Linked DNA regions of Hordeum vulgare: region 1 is linked to region 2. A link is a contact called in public Hi-C data. All regions are on one chromosome and are shown on one strand. The core of a region is the stretch at or near the end of the contact, and the rest is flanking DNA. Distances in the headings are between cores, read along the strand shown. Region 1 holds the start of LOC123427170 (protein NUCLEAR FUSION DEFECTIVE 4-like). Region 2 has its middle 22 kb from the start of LOC123427169.

What was found. A called contact is a pair of places that touch in the nucleus more often than the background predicts.
Region 1: a Hi-C map of seedling shows a contact between it and region 2, with 2.9 times the contacts expected there. The contact joins the promoter of LOC123427170 here to the enhancer-like site in region 2.

The regions. Positions count from the first base shown.
Region 1 is chr2H:548,859,415-548,863,626 of MorexV3_pseudomolecules_assembly, reverse strand. LOC123427170 (protein NUCLEAR FUSION DEFECTIVE 4-like) reads right to left here and starts at 1,673. Exons shown (of 3, transcript XM_045111144.1): 1 at 1,116-1,673. The coding sequence starts at 1,454.
Region 2 is chr2H:548,765,061-548,769,143 of MorexV3_pseudomolecules_assembly, reverse strand. No RefSeq gene overlaps it. Among protein-coding and RNA genes, the nearest start is that of LOC123427169, 22 kb to the right of the region's middle. Within about 2 kb of position 1,638, at least 3 of the 3 cell types and tissues checked have open chromatin away from gene starts, as enhancers often do. A contact at or near this core is called in seedling, where this site is marked.

The DNA.
Region 1 (4,212 bases), core at 424-2,923, 94 kb before region 2:
CTTTTGTTCATAGAAGGTTTATTTTGTTCACTGAGATACTGAACATGCAGAAATAATGATGTCAAACTACCAGGTGTTTGGACGGAAATTTTGGTGAACTCAACTTGAGCAATAGAAAAGTTGAGCAGTAATTTCCAGATCACTGAGCACAAAAATTATAACCGTTATAAACTTGCTCTCTGTAATACCACCGTTCTTGGTAGGGACATATATTCTGGTAAACCTACAGTACTGAAGTGATCTGCAGATGACCTTATAAAACAATATTAACTAAAGTCAGCTTGACCTTTTCATGAGAAAAGAAGTCTTTTTCGCCAAATTTCTCTCTACAAACTGGCATTGAAAAAGATTATCCGCATATCTAATCTCACCAAAATCAGGTAGGAAGATCTGCTTCTATCCGTAGAGGCTATTATTTGTAATTTTTGTTGGTAGCTTACCAAGCTGACCACTTGGTTCCGTAGAGGCTATTGGGGTCATAATACACCAGTGTGAGCTGGCAGGTTGAACAAAAAAAATACAGATTCATTGAGCGGTCCAACGCCGAAACCAAGTCTGGTCTACTTGCAGAAATGATTGGCAAGATAAACAATGTACTATTTTGCCTACAGAAACGGGCCAACCAAATCACGACAAGTTCAGCGGATGAACATAATACTACCCCGACTAAAAAACAAAGTAGTATGTGTGCTACCACATTTAGCTTCACGCCAGAATGAAAGGAAAATGTCTACTGCCGGCGTTAACGTCAATCATATAATGTGAAGACAATGATTTGCTTACTTGAAAGGAGATATCATAAGGCGTAAGAGCCATCTTTGCTGAGTTCCACCAGACAATCAACGCACGGACACGCGTGAACGCATAACATGCCCCAACAGATTACCACCAAAATGGCAATCATAGCCGTTGGAAAAGAATAATGGCAATCATACAGAGAATGGAATACTAGAAGTGGGTTTGAATAATTGTGCGATTAATCAGCTCGGCTCGCCGTTCACCGTCAAAAATCAATGGAAACAAACAGGACATGCGAGCGGGATAATCAATCTCGGATGACGGATGTGTGGACGCAGAGATGCGAGGCGGAAAAGGGGGAGGGGGAGCGTACGTACCACCCAGTAGGGCATGGCGACGGTCTTGGTGACGGCGAGCCAGACGGTGCCGAAGCCGAAGAAGGCGCAGGCGGAGCCGATGAGGAGGATGAGCCAGGGCGGGAGGCGGTTGGCGAGCACCCCGGGGACGAGCCCCACGTTCTCGCCGACGTCGTTGGCGACGCCCAGCATGGTGAGCGCCTTCTGGTTGTACCCGAGCGCCTCCTTGACGGCGTGCGAGTAGAGCGGGAAGACGTAGGCGCTCCCGGCGGCCACCTGCACCCACACCGCCGCCGCCAGCCCCACCCACGGCGGCCGGCTCCCCGCCTTCACCTTCCCCAGCCCTCCGCCGCCCGCCATCTCGATCCCCCTTGGGCCTTGGCGTCGCACTCGCCGAGCTCCTCCCTGGCGATAGTAGCAGCTGGTGATACTACGGCTGCGTGATTGATGTGGCTGGTCGGGCACTCAGGGTGTAGGCGTGGCGTGGCGTGGCGTGGTGTACTGTGTGGAGGAGAGGAGGCCGTGCTTGCTTTTGGCTGAGGCAGAGGAAGCTCAGCTCAGTTGGCACCACTCTAGTAACGTGGTGGCGTCAGTTAAATAGTCTCGTCCTGCTTCGCTTTCTCCTTGTGTGTCGCCTTGCCTCCTGCAACCAAGGAAAGCCAGCGAAAATATGTTTATGCATCTACTATCAACACTACAAGAACTGGTCCTTGGTCACATTTCACCGGGACATGCATGGGAAGATAGGTGATAAATGTGCAGTTGATTCCCTCTCAAGTGGCATATATATTAATGTAACGTTTTCTTTCCAAATAATCTTTAACATTTTTATCTTTTTCTATTTAAGGACGAGGAGATCAAGAATATATGGTGAAAATATTTCAATAAATTGTTCCGAGAGCTTTGTCATTGAGTTGGACGACTCCTTTGATGACGCGGATCGACGTTTTTTTGTTTGACGAATCCAAAAGCTTGAAGTCCAAACCAATTGTATCCTCACTGAGGTATGAAGATGACTTGAAGACATCATGATATTATGTCTAACTAAGCGCAACTCTAGCTGACCCCCTAAAATTTAGAGGACTAAATAGTTAAGTACTATTTATTTGAGTATTTTTACTTCTCTATATTTTGATCGATTGCCTACACTTAGTCGTGTAAAAAATAATTCGGTGTATACAAACACAAATTTAATTCAAACAACTGCTTATAAAACCTACTAAACTAACATTTAGTGTCGATTCATAATTTTGCGCTCACATGAACCAAAACTTAGACTAAACTAATCAAAACTTACTAAATTAACGATATCCGCCTCTTAGGTGAGCTTCTTCGAGCCTCTCGTAAGCTAATGTCTACTCTATAACTTCATTCGTGTAGTCGTTGTTGGACCTTCAAGTGCAGAGTTATGTAGGACAACAACAATTTTTCTTCCAATGAATGACCTAAGCTTTATCAATTTGTGGAAGATGTGGGATGAAGATGGTCTCTCTCAAACAATCCTACAATTAAATACAAAAAATCTCTTGTGTCTTCAAAACACACAATACAATGGTGACGGGGATACTACCCCCGGGTATACCAAGAGCGGAGATTAGCCGTCTCCAAGACATTTGGGGCCGCCTGGCCCCCCAGGCCGGCTAGCGATAGCCGGCCCATTCGGCCGACCCAAGTCCGGCCGACTGTCGACAGCCGGCCCCTTCTGCTCACGAGTTCGGCCGGCTGGAGACAGCCGACCCCATTTCAGGCCCGCACGTACCTCGCCGGCTGGCGGTAGCCGACCACCTCTTCGACACATACATGACCACCTGGCGGGGCTCGGCCGGTTAGCTGGCCCCTCGCCAGCCGGACGAACGGCACCTGTCCCATCCGGCCGTACCGTCGTACATAGACAAGACAAGACGAATGACCAGAGGCTATCACGGCAGCAGTACGCGCTGACGTGTACGGCCGTGCTGCGGCGCGATGATGGAAGGGTCAGCGAGGCTACAGGGATCCCGACCCTGACCGAGTAAGGAGGTCGTGTATCCACGTTCCCCTGTGTCGCCCTTGCCCTGACAGCTCGGCGCACCGACCGCTGCTGCACATGACTGGCGGACCCCGCGACAAGACCCAGCCACAGGTAGGCCCCGCAGCCGGCCCATGAGGCTAGCAGCCGACCCCCACCTCACAATCCTATCGTTACCACTGTAACATCTAGCTACACTATAAAGCCACGCCCCTACCCACCGAGAGGGGCGAGAAGTTCGAGAGGTTCACACGTTCATCCAGTTTAGACTCCCACCACCACTTGTAGAACACCACCTGAGATAGCGAGACCGGAAGCCGGGACTAGGGGTTTTACCTCACCTGAGGGCCCTGAACCTGGGTAAACCGACGTCATGTGTGTTGCGCCTACACCCGTTCCCAGACGCCGTCGGCGCCCATTGGCCCCAATCCACGAGTTAAGACACCCCATGGCATCTGTCCCGGAAATACCACGACAAATGACAAATTGTATATGTGCACTATTTCAACGAAGAGATGGTGATACAAGTGTAGTATGGAAAGTAGATATAGGTTTTTATAATATGAAAATATAAAAAACAACAAGGTAACAAGTCGTAAAGGTGAGCATAAGCAGTGTTGCAATGCTTGGAAATAAGGTCTAGGATTCATACTTTCATTAGTGCAATCTCCCAATAATGCTAACATAAAAGAATCATATGATCATCCCTCAACATGCGATAAAGAACCACTCCAAAGTTCATACAGTAGCAGAAAACATAAGATGAAATTGGTATAGGTAGTAGAACCACCTCAAAGTTATTCTTTTCGATCAATCTATTGAGTTATTCCTATAAGTGTCACAAACAACCGTAGAGTCGTATTAGAATAACACCTATGATACACATCAATCAACCCTAATGTCATCTTAAATATTCGTGGGTTAATTATTCGACATGCATCAAAAAAATTCAAATTCATCATATTTAATCCAACACAAAGAACTTCAAAGAGTACCTCAAGATTCCTATCGGAGAAAGTAGGACACGAACGTGTATCAACCCATATGCATAGATTACCCCATTGTCACCACAGGAATCTGCATACTTGGTATCAAAACATATATCAAGTG
Region 2 (4,083 bases), core at 389-2,888:
GTCAGCCTACATTAAAACCATTATGCGGTTCATGTTGACACACTTGCCAGCGGCCGGCTCACATGTGAGCACGCCAAAAGAAGTTTGTCCTCGACCGGCTTGTATGCCTTCGTCTGCTTGCTTTTGCGCTTCGGCTTCGTTCCGACAACAGTTTGGTTGACAAGCTCCTCCTCGAAGAAAGGCACCCGTCGATGTCCATGTCATCGTCCTCCTCCTCAAGGCCGTAGTCCTCCGGAAACTCATGGTCAAGTGGGAAGCCATCTAGGCCGATCTGATCTTGCATGAAGGCGTCATGTGGTTCATTGGTGGCTTGCGTGAATGGCGTTCAGCCGTCCTGGCTTTGGTTCTCATCGGGATCGTACACACCAGCCGCCAGCGCACCCCCTTCGAAGATCATGTTCTCGAGAAAACGGTTGGTCGTGTCATCGTCGACGGTCGCCGGCATTCCGTCGAACAGATTGCGGGCGCCGGTGAGCATGTCGCCTGGCATCTCGTGCTGGTGTTTCCTCATGCCTCCGGACGATGATCCGCCTGCCACCGACGCGACGTTAAGGTCGACGGTCACCGACGCGGGGGTGGAAGGGGCCACGATGCTCACCTCCGACGAGCATTCCCCGGAGAAGCGACTGCTTGCGGGTAGACGTGGAAGTCGGGAATCGGCTGCATGCAATACGCGCATGGCAACTCCTGCAGCATCATCCAAGGATATGCTGACGAGACTATGCTGGCCGCGGCCGCGACAACAACGACGTTGACAAGCCCGTGTTGGCTAGGGTTTACCCCTAGGTACAGCAAGGCCTCCCTCGTTGCCGCCTTCATCGGGCATTGGTGTCTTCCTGCTGCACGGCGTTGACGATGACGGCGGCGACAGCTGCCTCGTCCCTTGCATCGTGCGCGTGCCTCCGACCCTTCCTCTTGGTCGACTTCACATCCCGCTCGTCGGGCGTCAACTCCTTCTTCTTCTTCTTCTTGGGCGGCGCGGGCCTTGCCTGTTGCTTCGACGGCGGCGACGGGCGAGGCCATGGAGGCGATGGTGGGGGCGGCTGGCCTCGAAGTCGTCGTCCATGGCGGTGGGAGCGGACGCGGGAGCGAGTGAGAGAGTTTTGGGAAAATGGAGGAAAAAAGTGACTGCTTTATCGCCGACTGGCGGGTCACCAAGGAAAGTAGACGCGTGTCACGCGCATCCATTTCGTGTCCATGCCAACGTAAATCAGGCTCAAATTTAGGTCAGAAATGGATCGACGGACCAAAAAAGAGCGGACACGGGTTCACTTGAATCGACGAGCTGAGCTAACTTTTTATCCACGCGGATCCAAACGAATGAGAACAAACGAAACGGGTTGTTCTGTTGAAGTTGCTCCTAGCTCCAACATGCGATGGATAGATGGATAGATGAGCGCGGGCAGGTGGCCTCGTCTTGTTCCCGATTGATGCAGACGTGGCGCGCGAACGAGTCCCCGGGCGATCGCAGATCAGATAGAAAGACGGCCCTTGAGGCCCCGAGGGCTCAAAAGCCGTTTTCGATTTGCCCCAGCAGCGGCGCGTACGCAACCGAACGACAGCAGCAGCAGCAGCGCGTACGGGGTCGAGTATAGTTGTAGCGCAATGATGCTCCGTATCTGGCGGAGAGGGACGGAGGGAAACGTGGGCAACCGGACAAACGAATACGAGAGCGTCGAGAGGGACGTACGTACGTACGGCCGGCTGCCTCAGATCAGAGATGGTCATCGGGTTGGGGACACGTACGTAGTGCTGGATGCTATCCGTTCCGGACTGATCAGGAGAACGGCGGCGAATGGTTCCGTTTCGGCGCCGGAGCGCATGATGCATGCATGTGTGGCGACCGCTGGCCAATGGAGGGGAGGTGGCAAGGAAGGATACGTACGTGGTGACTGGTGAGCGGTGATCCTGCTTGCTGATCGCGCGCCGTTTTTCCTTTTCGTCCCGCCAAAATTGACTGTTTGTTTGTATATGTCCGTCGGTGAGTGGCGTGCCGAGCAGCCTTCAGGCTAGCAGCTGGGTCTCGGACAGCGACGAAGACAGGCATGGGACACGATGAGAGCTAGCATAGCATGTCACGTTGAAATGCAGCTTGTGTGAAATACGTGAAGATATTGCACAAGACGCACGCTGCCTTCGCTGTTTCAGGGCTTCAGCAGCCGAACCTCTCAAACTATAGCAAACCAATGCATTCATAAATATCACCTCCCCTTTATAGATAAAGCAATAATTAAATAAAATATACGATCGAATGATACAAGGTAAAAAGATAGCCTCCTTATAAAATAGATCCAACAATAAACTACCGAAATAAAGCACACGAAGACCCTGATACAACGCCACGCTACACCCTACATACCTAAGCTCCACGACAACACTCTCACGAGGGATGTCGACGCAATGCGTCATCGCCGTCGAGTCCACAATGTACAAAGGTGTTCACCCGGAGCCCGGACATGGAGGGGAACACCATGACGACGTCTTCAAAAAGAGAACGGCGTCCATGAGCGTCGTCATTGTGGGGACCAGAGCACGGAGCTTTCGCCCGATAGTTCTCGCGTGTCACCACGAGGTCTTCACGAGAAGCATGACGAGTTTAGATCCCTAGATCTGGATTGAGGCGCCACCACGAAGACCGAGAGCGCGCCCGAGCTACCTAGAGCCCTGCCTCTCATCGCCCACACGGTCAAGAAACAATGCCACCACCGTCGTCATGGTGCCCGCTGGAGAGCCAACCATGCAGACCACCTTCCGGGGCCGCCGCCCCGCCATCCGTGCAATGAGACATAGCCGACCCCCGCTTCACCGTGCACAGACTATGGTTGGTGAAGCCCGACATCAGGCACCAGGCCAGGGTCGACACCACCACCATAGGGCACCCACGCATGAAGTCCCCACCAATCCTGATGGATTGAGGGAGATATGGCCCAGTGGCTGTCGACGGCCATAGTCGAGCCATCAACTCAGACGACGCCAAATCCGTGGCCTCCAGCACAGATCCGAGTGTTAGCACAACACTGTCCCGACCACCACCGTCATGGACCTTCACCAACGCCATAACGAGAGGACCCCCCCCCCCCCCAAATCGATCTGCAAGCTCCTACCTTGGTCGGGACAGAGGCGGCCCAGAGCCATGACCGACTCCAGTGCGACCTAGCGTCAGATATTGCATGAGAAGTATCAAACCCCGGGAAGAAGGCCTACGTCAAACTCCCACACCGACGGCCTGTCCGCGTTGCCAGCCAACTACTAGCCAACACGATTCGGAGGGCGGGCGCTGACGTCAGCTGTGCTTCCCTGGCAATGGCTCCAGAAAAGTGATGATCCTGCAATCTCTAGTGTTAGCTAGACGAATGCTTATGACAACTAACCTTCTCCTGCAACGGCACCAGAAGAATGCTGATAGCACTCCCCGGCAATGAAACTGGAAGAATCTTGTTGATGGCCCACCAGCGCGTGGGTTCGCAGTAGTTTTCGAGGGTAGAGTATTCAACCCAAATTTGTTGGTTCGCACGACGGGAGGTGAGAGTATACTCTCAAGTATTAGCAGCTGAATTTGTCAGATTCAACCACACCTGAAAGATTAGTATCTGCAAGCACAGTAGTAACAGCAAAGTAGCGAGTGACGGCAGTGTAACGAGCAATAGCAGTGGCAAGGAACAGCAGTAGTGACAGCAGTAGCAAGTAGCAACAGTAGCAAGCGACAATAGTAGCAACAGTAGCAGCAGAGCAAAACAAGTAACAGCAGTAGCAACAGTAGTAGCAGCAGCAGAGCAAGACAAGTAATAGTAGTAACAGTAGTAGCAGCAGCAGAGCAAGACAAGTAACAGCAGTAGCAACAGTAGGACAAACTCGTAGGCAATGGGTCGGTGATTTGTTTGGATAATATTCATCATGCAACAGCTATAACACGGAGAGATATTTGGCTAGCTCCCGTTCGTCAATGTGATGTAGGCATGCCTTCCATGTGTCGTCATACGTGCTTAGTGAAAAGAACTTGCATGACATATATTGTCCACCCCTCCTGTGGCAGCGGGGTCCAAAAGGAAACTACGGGATATTAAGGTTCTCCTTTTAATAAAG